3 separate regions of the Zea mays genome follow, and all the other regions are linked to region 1. A link is a contact called in public Hi-C data. All regions are on one chromosome and are shown on one strand. The core of a region is the stretch at or near the end of the contact, and the rest is flanking DNA. Distances in the headings are between cores, read along the strand shown. Region 1 holds the start of LOC100191851. Region 2 holds the start of LOC100285815. Region 3 holds the start of LOC100383543 (Pentatricopeptide repeat-containing protein chloroplastic).

Region 1 (4,666 bases), core at 1,871-4,370:
TTCTCTTTATCATTTCTGTTTCTACTAGATGGGCCAGCAGTTGCTCCGTGTCAATCTGAAAACAATAGGACACTATAACACCAATAATTACATTAAGTTTTGATTGAGTTGTTGTTGGGCATTCAGAATCACAAACTTGGGACAACTGCGCAGAGTTATCTGATTCTTGGTGGAGCAGCAGCTGAGTGAAATATTACAAATTGTTAATCCAGAATTTATCTTAATGTTACAAACATTAAGAAAATCCAACTTTGCTAGCAATGCAATACCTCTCTCCTGATGAAGGGTGGCAAGAACTGGAACAGAGCAGCTGCCCACGGAGACAGTTGTGATGACATCTCAGCCACAGGAACATTACTGTTGTGAAGGATATTGATTTCCTGGAATATTTGAACAGAAAACAAGAAGATGGAACTGAAATAATGCTATTTATCATCCCGTTGTTTCCATGAAGATAGATCACACATACCTGAATAAGAGCATACATTTCTGGAATGCTTTCTATAAGTCCTTCGGGAATAACAAGCACACCATGATATTTCCCTGAAGATGGATAACCAGTCTTTTAGTGTATGATTTATAAAATATCCCGATACCTTGATTGACTAGAAAATTTTTTTAGAAAATTTACCTCAACCAAAGGTACAAACTTTTTTTCCTACTAACTGCTGCAACATAACAATCAAAGAACTGTACAAACCTAATTCTGCCCTTGCTTGTACTCCATCACATATCTTGCTTATAATTTCCATCAGTGTGAGTTTTGACAATGCTACCTCCTCGCCTAAGATGAGCTGCAAAGAGAAATTGAAAAAAAAGGATGCTGATGCTCTTTCTTCATTTCATATAGTAGAGAGTTATAACCACAGATTTGATAAAATCATACCATGTTTGGGTGTGACTGAAGTGCACATTCAAAGGCAACATGAGATGCTTTTCGTCCCATCAGACGAACAAAATAATAGTACTGATAGGAAGAAAAAAACATCAGCCATGGTTCTTAGTAGTAATAATGGTTGCAGCCTGCTTAGTTACTAATCCAAATGGGTGACAAGATAATTACCTTTCCAGCTGAGATCGCATCAAGACAAACATTGCTTACAAGCTGTGAATTAACCTGAAAAGTAGTTACCACACAAAATGACATTAGTGACAGATTGGCAATGGTATGTCATATTTGATTACAGTTCCATCAGGATCTACACATTATGCAAAATTTCTACTAGACTGCGCTTTACCTTACATACTGTATCAAATCCAACTGTTGTTTCAACAAACTGGTTCTTGAGGTCACCATTCAATGAAACTGGCACACCAACAACCTGTTTAATGAAGGTTTTGGATTCTTAGGAGTCTTATATGTGCTCCAAGAATATGAGCATTTAAAAACAGTTTAGACTAATAATGGTTATACCTTGGTCTTACAGTTATTCTGAATAAGGGTCTCCGCAAGCTGTGCAGCATCTGAATTGGAGGTCACACCTGTAGACCAAGTGAGAACGATGTTTTTTTAAATGCTAGTTTGAACCACTAGAAAAATCCAGGTAATTCTAATGATAAACATGTATTGAGTTTTCACATGTTAGAACATAACAAAATTTAAACTGGTTGGATGGTCACCAACTGCATGGTAAATTTGTTTATAAAATACTCTCTCTGTCGCAAAATATAATTTGTTTTAGATTAAACATACATTCATTAATTGATCTATGAATGTTGTTTGTATGTCTGCATTCATTATTATTCATTCGAATGTGGACAGAAAAAAGGCTAGAAAGAATTATATTTAGGACAGAGGAGATAAAAATCATCACTAGTGAAAATTATTGATTTCTTTGCCGAGTGCCCGAAAAAAACACTCCGCAAACCCATCGGCACTCGGCAAAGAGCCGGATTCCGGTAGTGACTTGTGGCATGTCCATGCAAATTATGTCAAAACAAAAGGTGGACGGATTTTGGTAGCCTTTTGTGGGCATTGGGTGTCCTTAATTAGTACCTCCAATGATGACCAACCCATCCAAGTTCAGACTGTGGCATGTTGTCATTGCAGCATTCACTTGCTTAGTAGTGCGGATCTGATCGATACTCCTACCGAGCAAATCGAAACCACCTTGAAAAGAGCAAACAAAATATCCCAGTATTGAGAATAACAGAAACCTGGCCACAATTAGTTAGGGGAGAACAAGTGAAGCCAACCTTGGTTCTTATAGGAAGCAAGAACATCGTCTGTGATCTCCAACGTCTTGTTTGCAAACAGTCCCTCCGTGCCACCTATAACACGAAGCACACAAATCTTAAAAAAGATACTGGAGGAAAAGGTACTTTGTATAAATAGCCAAAAATGTGACCGAATAGGTAATTTGCGAGATTTTGGTTACCGACGAATCCGTAGAGCAAGCTCTGAGGATTGTAGGCTTTAAGTGCGTCATGGAGGCCCCAGACGACGTTGTGCCCTCCCGGCGACTGCCTCCCAGAGAACACCACGCCCACCCTGCAAGGAAGCAAATTCAGGCAAGCCTCGCGCGATCTCGCACGCACATGATTAGACAGGGCGTCATGAGGCGGGCCTGATCGGGTGGCGCTCCTCAACGGCGCCGGCGCCGGCGGCCGGCGCGACGAAGCTGACGAGCGGCTGGCCAAAGGTGTGCGGGAAGGCCTGCGCGACGGCTTGGGCACAGGTGGGATCGATGGTTGTGGTCGCGTCACCGTACTCCGCCCTTACCGTCGGTCCCTGGAGGAGAAGGAAGGAATTGGGTCAAAAGTCAAAACCGATTGTTTGGCCGTCGATAGATAGAGGAATCAAGAAGGGTAAACCCCCAATAACCCCTCCCAATCACCACCACCAAAAAATCATGAGGGATCAGAATCACGCCCAGCAGAGACGGGGGAGAGATGTCAGATGAGCAGGCGGACAGGAATCGCACAGATGAAAGGCGGGTGATCGCTCGACCAAATGGGAATCACCTGGAGGCATGGCGGGAGGCGGGGCTGGTACAGGGCCCGCCGCTGCTGCAGGCCTCCCGCGAGCTCCTTGGGCGCGCCGAAGTCGGCGTTCATCTCTCTTCTTCTTGGCTACTCGATCTTTGGTCACGGATGCCTCCTCTGATCCTCTCACTTGCTCTCACTGCAGCTCTGCTGATTCACAGCGGTGGTCGCTTTCTTGTAGAGGGGAGAAAGCGAGGTGGGTGGGGATAAGAGCGAGAGCCGAGAGGTACAGGCATGCTGCGGCGCCGGCTGATTCACTGTTGGTTTCGATTGTCCGTGGCAGTTGAGATAGCGTAGTCGATAGCGAGAGTGATCCTCGAGTCCACTTCCACTTCTCCCCGACTGCTGCGCTGGCGCGCTTGTGGTTTCCTTCATGCCTTCTCTGTGGGTGGGTTGGTGCCTACGGGCGCTGCCGCCTGGGGGTGGTTTTGGCGCGCTTGTGGTTTCCTTCATGCCTGGCGCGCTTGTGGTTTCCTTCATGCCTTCTCTCGTGGTTTTGTGATTGTGTTATTTAGCCATTGTTTGGAAGGGAGGGGATTGAGGGCTAAAATCCCCTCCAATCTCTTTCTTTCAAAAAAAATTTAACGAAAGGAGTGTGATTGTGTTATGTTAAGTTAAACCTTCTTTGCATCACATACATGTTACAGAGATGGAGATCTTGTTACTAATCGCTGTTTTCTAGCACATACATGGCATTACAAGTCCGATGATGAGCAAGTGTCTGGCAATAAAAAACATGAAATTTAGGATGCTCAATCATCTTGCCCTCGTATGTTATCTCCATCAACTCTCCTATTTCATCCCCTATCACGTTGCTATTTACAGTGCAAATAGTGTTTATACGACCATATGCACGACCTGCTGACTTAGAAAGGTTATCAACTATCTTATGCTGGTTCCAGTGAACCAGTGTCTTGTCGATCGCCACATCAACTATTGATCGTACTGTCGACTGTGCTACTCATCATCAATCTTTATTTACTGTAACGTCGATCGTACTGCCGAGCGCATCCCCTCTAGTTGAAGCATATAAGTCAAACTCCATAGCCTTTCATGGGTATCTAGAGACCAACCAGATCTCATAAACTGTGACTAGCATTTAACGTACCCATATATATATGTTCCTCTTGAAAGGGAAATGTGCCTTTGGGCGATTTCTATAATGTTTTGGTGATTAAATGCCCAACACAATTGATTAAGTTCTTATGTGCTAAACAATGTGTGAAAAGTGCAAATTAAAGTACAAGGTATGTTTCTAGACTTAGTATATTATTTTGTACACTAATGTGTTTCTCTAAGTGCTAGAAACAGGGCTAAGAGAAGAAGTAATGCAATGGAAAAGTCTTGGCTGTGTGCAGCCAAACTCCAGCTCGGCCTGGCACACCGGACTGTCCGGTGCCCCAGGCTAGCCGACGGTGAACCAGCTGCTCTCGGAAATCGACGGAGTTGTACGGCTATAAATCACCAGACTGTCCGGTGAGTCATCCGCGACGAACTCGTCGGTCTCGGGAAATGAAAAAGCGACGTGGCTAAAATTCACCGGACTGTCCGGTGAGCCAACGGCGCTCGCGGCCAACGGTCGGCTGCGCAATCTGCGGGCGACGCGTGTCTCGCTCCAACGGTCGGTTGGGCACACCGGACTGTCCGGTGTGCACCAGACAGTGTCCGGTGCGCCAACGGG
Region 2 (4,730 bases), core at 717-3,216, 520 kb after region 1:
GCAGCAGGTGTTCATCTTCTTCATATATAAGGTAGGGAGCTTCACCTTTCCTCCTTGAAAGCAATTTTGATGCACCTCTCAGTACATGGTATTCCCAGCCTTGAACATCAACTTTGATCAGAAGAACTCTCTCAGTATCTGGAACAACTTCATCCAATGGAATTGTGGAAACTTCAACAGCAACTTCTGCATTAGACTTGAATGCTAACTTTGCACCAATTGCAGATATAGCACTGTTGTCAAGTCGGCCAATCACCTAGGTTACCAGAATACGCAATAAGTAGTGGAAAAAAGCAAAACAGAAGCATTACCCAGAAACATAGAAAGCAATTTGAGATTTATAGATCATGTAAATTTCTCTTGTAAAACTAGGAATCAGAATAATTGCCAAACTGTAATGTCTTACATGCATGTGGATCTTGTTTATGCACTTATGTCTTGCCTAATTTCAGATATGTGATAGTGGCAATCAATCAATCATGGTTGCACATGAATGTTCAAAGAAATATACAGGCTATAAATTCCTGAGAAAAATAGTAAGCCTATAATGAAAAGTTCATTCTTTTGCTTTAACAATATTAAAGTTTATCAGTATGAGATTGGACAAGTAATACTGATTTCCCATGGAAGCTTGTTCCTTAAGGAAGACATATCACAAAAGAAACAACGGCTAAAGTAAGTGTTCCTTGCCTTTGCTTTGAGCAAAATAGATTCTTGTTTCACCGAGGAAAAGAGAGTTCTCGATAAATTGACAATGTCAACATGAATTAACTAATTCAGTTCCATCTATTCCCCATTAATGTGAGTACATTTATGTTTCTGGCTTTCTGCTTCACGGATATGATAATTTTTTGGACATTTCTAATAATAGCAAGCATAATTCCTATTTCGGTATTTCGGCGCCCCGGTTAGTGAAGCACCACTATACCAGAGAAGCTTTCTAGTTATGAATCAAGTGTAGACTGTAGAGCCTATGGGGGACTTGGTTACAATTCCGACTCTAATTACAGTGACATCCATGCAAGCTTGTTCTGCCAATAACATGATCAAAGTGCCATACATAGAGACCAGTATGCAAAAGATGTCCATTCATTGGGTAAAAGAACACAGCACTTTCCAATTCTAAATGACTGCGTTTAGCAATTATAACAGTGACAACACAAAGTTGCATGATCAGAACCATTACCTTGTGCATCGTAGTAGTCCCAACTCGATCAGAAGCTGCAGCGTGATACACCACAACGCGGTCCTGCACCCGGTTGAGGTAGACCCCATCACATATCCGCTGCAGGTTCTCCAACACGGGCTCGAATGCAAGCACCCGGAACCCCATCACGGCGGCCGCGAATGATGCCATCCCAACATTGGCACCCACGTCCACCACCAAACCACCGGATGGTTCCCCCTTCCCCACCTCCCCGCCGAGCAACTCCTGGATGGTCTCGGAGATGTCGGGCTTGCGGAAGCGCTTGCCCTTGAGGAGACGAGCGATGTTCTTGTGGGGGTGGTCGGGGAGGGTACCCATGTCGGCGAGCGAGTAGAAGAAGGGGTAGGGCACGCCCTCCACAAGGTTGGCGACCATCGGGGAAGCCTGCGGCGAGGCGTAGCAGTCAAAGGAGCGGAGGTTGACTGGAACATGGCGGGAGGAGGAGGAGGAGGTGGTGGTGGTGGAGAAGGTTAGATCCGTCGCTTTGGAGAGCACGAAGAGGAGCAGCAGGAGGATCGGTAGGAGGAGCAGGACGGTTCTGGGAGTAGAGGAGGCCGCCGTGGGAGCGTGCCGACGCCAGGGAGCGGCCGGTGGCACCGGCGGTGCGGCCGGCGGTGCAGGCATTCGGGCTTTGCGGGAGCAGCAGCAGCCGACGGCGGTGCCGGGTAACGTGGGAAGGCCGCCGGGCTCCGGGTATTGCGCTCCGGCGCTGGCCCGGTAGTACGGCAAAAGTGACTCGTTGAGCTGTCCAGCATTTGTGGGCCGAGACAACGTAATTTGGGCCTGGCTTAACTATACGGAGGCTCGCACGATGGACTGGAGATCTCAGAAACCGTGAGCTGTGAAAAAAAAGTACGGATTATACGCTGAAAAAAATATAATATGTTAGTTTAAAACAACTATAAAATATATCTCTTCTTTTTATATTTGTTAAAACAGTTGTCAGTTATTTTGTTTATGTACAGATTTAAAAAAACAAGTTGGAAGCCAAAAACATGGCTTAAGATGCTGTGAAATTTATGCTACCGAAAAGCACCAGCCTTAAAAATTTATCTGGACTGTAACTAACTAGCTGTCCAGTTAGTTAGCGTTCTTTTTTTTAGGAGAAGTACTTTTCTGAAGCTTTGGATTCCAAACCTGCTCTTGCTTCCAAAAAAATCAAAAGACCAACCAAAGGGATAGACTTTCACAAAAACAGCTTCTATATATATAGGCAGTTGTTTTGCTAAATGCTCTATGAAAACAACCAGTGGAGCTGGAGCTCAAGCTAAAAACAGAGCCATGCTAAATCGTATCTAAGATAGCGGTTACATCCGGATCCAGTCGAAGATCTTGCAAAAATCAAGATCCTTAGCTGAGGGGACCAACTCTGCAAAAGAAAATGCGATGAAATGGGTGGTGTATCTTTAGATTTGTTAGGATAAAGTCTATGCTTTGAAATTATAGGATGATTGCTGCAAATTGTTAACTATGCGAAATAAAATGTGTTAAAATAGAGAGGATTTGACAGGGTGAATGGGTTTGAAATCGTCGCTACATATTTTTCACAAATTTTTTTTACCTAAAACGACCGCTTGTGTTAAAATAGAGAAAATTTGGATGGAATGGAATGACTTGGGGCCCTTGTCAGCATATCTAATGCTACTCGGGTCGTTGGTGGGGTGGGAACTAGTCTGAACACAGCAGCATGGAGGCTGGCTGAGTTCCTATCAAATTCTTTTCTTCCTACTTTAACGGATGACAGAGTTCCTATCACTTTTTTTATATAAAAAAAAACTAGTCCGTATGCTAGAAACGCTCCCACCTCACAAAATATTACGCTGAGTGAGAAGAGGTCAAACACGTACGCTATATGCTTACACGTGGATGCAGCGGGCAGCCCCAGGCTGGCACAGGCTCGATCGCATCAGCAGTCGTCGACGGAACAAGAGGCGATGGCACAGGACGGCCGCGCCCGCGAGAGCTCCAGCAAGGCGGCGTCGGCTGGCAGCGGCGGCTGCTCCATGCCGTTCAGGCTCAACGTGCACGCGCGGGAGTTCGTCCCGGTGGCCAGCCCTTTGGCGGCGGCCGCCGCCGGCGGCGGCTACTATTCTCCGTTCGTGCAGCTTTCCGGCGATGGCGGGCTGGGCACGGACTGGATGAACTTCTTTGCCGAGCCGGACCCCACGTCGCCGTCGTCCTTCCTGCCGGACTTTGGACACTGCGACATCCTCAGAGCTACCGGCGGCATCAATGGCTACCCTAACCCCAAAGGCGGCGCAAGTGTGGCCGACATCGCAGATAAGATTGTCAAGCAGGTTCGGAACCTCCTCGCTTAATTATTCTGCTGTTTCCGGTGCACATTACTCGCGTCGCTTGACGCCGAGTCACCGTCGCGTAGAACTGTAGATCTCTGGGAAAAAAAAACCGGAAACGCCGAGAGCGCATGCTGCTGCAGGTGATCTTCTCTGCTCTAATCTAACAGATCAGGGAGCCGCATGATCTTTGGTTCCCTCATCCTGAACTTCTTCAATGATGCAGACATTTATTTATCACAACTTAACTAGTGACGTTTTTATTTCAGTGATAATTCTCGTGATTCTCGGATCTACGTTGTAGATCATGCGCTGTTGGACGTTTTTGATTTGTTTTGTTTTTGCTTTTGGGTTTTACAGTGGTTGTTGCCCTTATAGTTTCATTGTTCTCACCTTTGTGCATGCAGGTCGAGTACCAATTCAGTGACACGAACTTGGTTGCGAACGATTTTCTGACAAAGATCATGAACAAGGATCCCGAGGGCTATGGTACTTAAAAAATGCAGCAACTTTTTATCGTACACAACAATAAAGAAAAGAGCCTAGAGATCTAGAACTGATGATGAAATTTTCTATCTTCCATTAAAACTTGCGGTGGAAACTAAATGGTGTCCAACCGTTACGTTTTGTGGGCAGTCCCTTTGTCTGTCATATCATCCTGGAAGAAGATCAAGGCCATGGGGGTAACAAGCCAGCTGCTGGTCATGGCTCTCCGGACCTCGGACAAGCTCGTAAGCCGGTGCTACGACCTCTGCGCCTCCTTTTCCTTTCACACAAGTCGTACGTAGCCATATGTAGATTACCATGAAATAGTTCTGAGCGGCGTGGCTCCGATCCGTCCAGGTTGTCAGCGACGACGGCAGGAAGGTGCGGCGGGCGCAGCCATTCACCGAGCGACACAAAGAAGAGCTGCAGGTGAACTAGTGTGCTGATTCCGAGCAGAGGACGACAAGGTATTTTTAGTTCCTCAAACAAAATGGGCTCACTGATCACTGTTTGTGTGTACCGGCTCGTGCAGTGCCGGATGGTCATCGCCGAGAACTTGCCGCAGGATTCCACGAGAAACAGCCTCGAGAAGATCTTCGGCGTCATCGGCAGGTCACACACGAGAAACAGCCCATGTAGTTTAATTTGTTTGTTCTACGCATGTTAGCCTTGCCATGTACTAGCTAGCGTCTCTTAACCGTGTGCGCGACGAGTTTTTTTACAGCGTGAAAAACATCAGAATC
Region 3 (4,758 bases), core at 206-2,705, 720 kb after region 1:
TAATCAAAGCAAGAGACACCAAGTTGTGGTGGTCCTTGTAATGGACTAAGTGTCTCGTTTGATTGAAGAGAAAAGCTCACTCGGTCTAGGTGACCGTTTGAGAGAGGGAAAGGGTTGAAAGAGACCAGATCTTTGTGACCACCTCAACGGGGAGTAGGTTTGCAAGAACTGAACCTCGGTAAAACAAATCACCGTGTCATTCGCTCTTATTTGCTTGTGATTTGTTTTCGCCCTATCTTTCGGACTCGATTATATTTCTAGCGCTAACCTCGGCTTGTAGTTGTGCTTAAAGTTTATAAATTTTAGATTTGCCTATTCACCCCCCTCTAGGCGACTTTCAAATAGTATGTCTAGCTAAAAAATCACAGCTAAGAATGTAGCCATGTAATTGTGGTGGCTAGATTATTGAGTTACTTACTCTAATTACTATGTTAAAAGCCAGATGTGTCTGAAAGCGCTGCACCTTTCATAAAAGCAACATCTCTATATTTATATGCATGGTTCAACTCCTTATATGATAGAGTATATAACTAGGACTTCTAAGTTGATACAGGTTATAAAATTAATTTATGACACAATCTATTAGAAAATCTACCATAAAAAGGAATTAACTTGGACACGTATTTTAACACAGAGAAGAAATAGACACCATTAGTTGGTAGTGGCAGTTTAGAACTGTCGAGCTCTAGTGATCCGGGTTCTATATTGACCAGCTACATGATACATGGAATTTATAAACCATCTCTAGAGGAGTCCTCTATATTTTTTTTATGATGATCTATTACAGACTCCTCTAAAAGAATTTATTTTATATATCTCATTCATCATCAACAACATCCTCTATATCTCGTTTTCTATACATCAAAGGCTCGTATTACATATGTTTTTCTCTAAATTTTTATACATATGTATTTTACACCCTTAAATATATTGTACATATTTAAATTTACTTAATTCTTTGTCTAAAGTATAAAAATTGATAGAGCAGAGAAGACAAAGTCCTTATAAAGAGAGAATGTATGAGTGTCTTCTGTATTTAGAGGAGACTTTAGATAATAATATCATTGAAGACTATAGATAAGAGAATATTCTACGTATTTATTAGAATTCGAATATATGAGGGTTAGGCAAAGCATCAGTAGAGACGGGAATCACAAAAAAAATGCAGGAGTCTGATGAAAAGAAAAAAAAAATCACGACAGCCAAAGGAACACAAAAAACAAGGAGCGTAGGGGCCAAACCAAAAAGGAGGGAAAAAAAAGCCTTGTACAGCTGTACCCTATCTTTTCGGCTTCAAGTCACGGTGCCGCACTGCTTCTTCCTCTTCCCTTCTGTTCGCCAGCGCGCAAGTTCTGGAAGTGGAAGTGGAAGCTTTCGTTTGTTCCCTTTCACCCGCCTTCTTGTCAATTGCTCCCAATACCCAAGGTCCCAACAACTACAATCCCCTTGACCCATTTGCTTCATTTGCACCGCCGGCCTCTGAGCTTACCATCCCTTGTAGCCCAGAAGAACGCGCACCAAATGCTTGCGACATTGTCACAATGGCCGCCACGTCGTACCTAGCTTCCTTCTCCCGCGCTTCGCCAGCACCAGCGGCGGCGTCTGCGTGCCTGTGCAATGTCCATGCCTGGCCACCCGCGCTGCGGCCTCGGCCTCGCCGGCGTCGTCCCCGTCCCGCGCCCCTCCGGGTTTACGCCATCTCCGACCAAGACCGGCTCCTCACCGCTCTGCGCGAGCAGGCGGACCCCGAGGCAGCGCTCCAGATGCTGAACTCGGCGCTCGCGCGGGAGGACTTCGCCCCCAGCCGCGCCGTGTACGAGGAGATCATCCAGAAGCTCGGCACGGCCGGCGCGTTCGACTTGATGGAGGGGCTTGTCCGGGAGATGCGGCGGGAAGGGCATGAGGCCGGGGCTGGCGTGGTGCGGTCTTTTGTCGAGAGCTACGCGCGGCTGCGGCGGTTCGACGATGCCGTGGACCTAGTTCGGAACCAGCTGAACACCTTCGGGGTTCAGGCGGACACGGCGGTGTACAACCACCTCCTCAATGTCCTTGCGGAGGGGAGCAGGATGAAGCTCCTGGAGTCGGTCTACAACGAGATGACTGATCGCGGGATTCAGCCTGATGTTGTGACACTCAACACGCTGATCAAGGCGCTGTGCCGGGCGCATCAGGTCAGGACCGCGGTCTTGATGCTGGAGGAGATGTCGAGCCATGCTGTGGCGCCTGATGAGACCACATTCACCACGTTGATGCAAGGATTTATTGAGGAGGGAAGCATTGAGGCGGCTCTGAGGGTGAAGACAAAGATGATGGAAACTGGATGCTCACCAACAAGGGTAACTGTCAATGTTCTGATTAATGGCTACTGCAAGATGGGAAGAGTGGAAGATGCGCTTGGCTACATACAGAAAGAGATTGCTGATGGATTTGAACCTGATCAGGTCACATATAATACTTTTGTTCATTGTTTGTGCCAAAACGGACATGTCAGCCATGCCTTGAAAGTCATGGATCTGATGCTTCAGGAGGGCCATGATCCTGATGTTTTCACCTACAATACTGTTATCAACTGCCTCAGTAAAAATGGAGAGCTTGATGAGGCCAAGGGAATTGTAAATCAGATGGTGGATAGGGGTTGTTTGCCTGACACCACAACGTTCAACACTCTCATTGTTGCTCTGTGCTCACAGAATCGACTTGAGGAAGCATTGGACCTTGCACGTGAGCTAACTGTGAAGGGACTTTCTCCAGATGTCTATACTTTCAATATTTTGATAAATGCCCTTTGCAAGGTAGGAGATCCTCATCTTGGCATTCGATTGTTTGAGGAGATGAAGAGCAGTGGATGCGCTCCTGATGAAGTTACATACAACATTTTGATTGATCATCTTTGCTCAATGGGGAAGCTTGTAAATGCTTTGGATTTATTGAAGGAGATGGAATCCAATGGTTGCCCTCGGAGTACAGTGACATATAACACAATAATTGATGCATTATGCAAGCAAATGAGAATAGAAGAAGCTGAGGAGGTTTTTGATCAAATGGATGCACATGGTATTTCAAGGAGTGCTGTCACATTTAATACTCTTATTGATGGCTTGTGCAAGGCCAAGAGGATCGATGACGCAACAGAACTTATTGAGCAAATGGTGAAGGAAGGATTACAACCTAGTAATATCACTTATAATTCTATTCTAACACATTACTGCAAGCAGGGGGACCTCAAGAAGGCAGCTGATATTTTAGAAACTATGACAGCAAATGGATTTGAAATTGATGTTGTCACATATGGAACACTCATTAATGGTCTATGCAAGGCTGGTAGGACTCAGGTTGCTTTGAAGCTTTTAAGAGGCATGCGAATTAAAGGGATTAGACCTACTCCAAAAGCTTACAACCCGGTGATACAGTCTTTGTTTAGACGGAATAATTTAAGAGATGCTCTTAGTCTTTTCAGGGAGATGACTGAGGTGGGTGAGCCTCCTGATGCCCTCACATATAAGATTGTTTTCCGTGGTCTGTGTCGTGGTGGAGGGCCTATCAAAGAAGCTTTTGATTTCTTGGTGGAGATGGTGAATAAGGGTTTCATGCCTGAGTTTTCATCCTTTCGAATGCTAGCTGAAGGTCTATTGAATCTGGGCATGGATGATTATCTTATTAGTGCTATTGAACTAATTATAGAGAAGGCCAAATTCAGAGAATCTGATGTTTCTGCTATAAGAGGATATCTCAAGATCCGCAAGTATTATGATGCATTAGCAACTTTCGGCCGTCTCCTAGAGATAAACAACCCTCAGTGGACGTATCGTTGATACAGCATGCCTGAGAATGTATCATGTAAATGATGGAGCAGATGAAAAATTCCGCGGTTGCTAGATTGGCTTAAACTTTTGCAGCAGTGGTGTAATAGATGTTAATCTCATTGCTCTGTAGGATTGAAGTCAGCTGAATTTGGAATGCTCTCTTGCTTTTGGAGAGCTGCTCATGTCCACTGTGAATCGTCTTTTGACGCTCCTGTATATCTTGGGTAGCTAGCTAATGATCATATTTTTGGTGCTGCTCTTTCAAATGATGCTACATTTATCATTACTTCTCTTTTAATAATTAGGGAGTCTTTTAGGATTTTTTGTTTTCCACATCCAGAAACTTTAGGGGCAACAGACTTTAGCTGTCTTACAGTGTATTCTTCATAAACTTTTGTGAGTGACATCATATTAAGCATTTTAAGATGGTTGATAAGACTACCTTACAACCTAGTAGATTCCTCACAAAAAAAGGTCTACTAGGTAGAATGATACTGGTGGTCACTTATATACTTGCATGTTCAGAGAGGGCATCATAAAGTTACATTATCAGTATGGAGCATTTTGTGAGGTGAGAGATTCAACTGGGCATATTATCTGATTCCTTGTCCTTCACATTACATGGACTGCACGTCTGGTAGTCTGGTACTCTGGTGTCTATGATCAGTTTCAGTGTCATGTGTATGAACATAGCTGCTTTCTCGTGGTGATGATTAGCTGAAGTAAATGTTGCTGCAGGTTCTTGCAGAACTGGAAGTATTATCGTCGTCATGTGAATGGAAAACATCTTTCATGTTAGTAACGAAAAATCTGTGTTACTTAACTATCTGTAAGACGTTCCTTGCAAAGAAGATGAAAAGAACATCGAGGAGAACTCCACGGATTCCTGTGCGGTGAATCCACTTTGGCATATCTTGATCGCAGAACTACACGACAACTTTGGAAACTGAAACAG

The links. Hi-C and Micro-C count contacts between places; a contact is called where the count stands out from the background.
Region 2: a contact with region 1 is called in a Hi-C map of ear, with 2.5 times the contacts expected there. The contact joins the promoter of LOC100285815 here to the promoter of LOC100191851 in region 1. A contact is called at or near these places in 2 of 25 Hi-C or Micro-C datasets (ear and endosperm).
Region 3: a contact with region 1 is called in a Hi-C map of endosperm, with 3 times the contacts expected there. The contact joins the promoter of LOC100383543 here to the promoter of LOC100191851 in region 1. A contact is called at or near these places in 3 of 25 Hi-C or Micro-C datasets (ear, endosperm and tassel).

The regions. Positions count from the first base shown.
Region 1 is chr1:226,683,959-226,688,624 of Zm-B73-REFERENCE-NAM-5.0, forward strand. It overlaps LOC100191851, which reads right to left and starts at 3,121. Exons shown (of 19, transcript NM_001137275.1): 1 at 2,965-3,121; 2 at 2,568-2,731; 3 at 2,379-2,491; 4 at 2,197-2,271; 5 at 1,997-2,110; 6 at 1,415-1,482; 7 at 1,239-1,322; 8 at 1,064-1,117; 9 at 887-967; 10 at 701-794; 11 at 470-543; 12 at 270-380; 13 at 137-181; 14 at 1-55. The coding sequence starts at 3,057.
Region 2 is chr1:227,209,678-227,214,407 of Zm-B73-REFERENCE-NAM-5.0, forward strand. It overlaps LOC100285815, which reads right to left and starts at 1,967. Exons shown (of 2, transcript NM_001158705.1): 1 at 1,187-1,967; 2 at 1-256. The coding sequence starts at 1,831. It overlaps LOC103645318 (la-related protein 6C), which reads left to right and starts at 3,075. Exons shown (of 10, transcript XM_008668391.3): 1 at 3,075-3,504; 2 at 3,909-3,990; 3 at 4,138-4,232; 4 at 4,345-4,416; 5 at 4,520-4,599; 6 at 4,712-4,730. The coding sequence starts at 3,142.
Region 3 is chr1:227,405,120-227,409,877 of Zm-B73-REFERENCE-NAM-5.0, forward strand. LOC100383543 (Pentatricopeptide repeat-containing protein chloroplastic) reads left to right here and starts at 1,456. Exons shown (of 1, transcript NM_001176191.1): 1 at 1,456-3,984. The coding sequence starts at 1,542. The coding sequence ends at 3,812.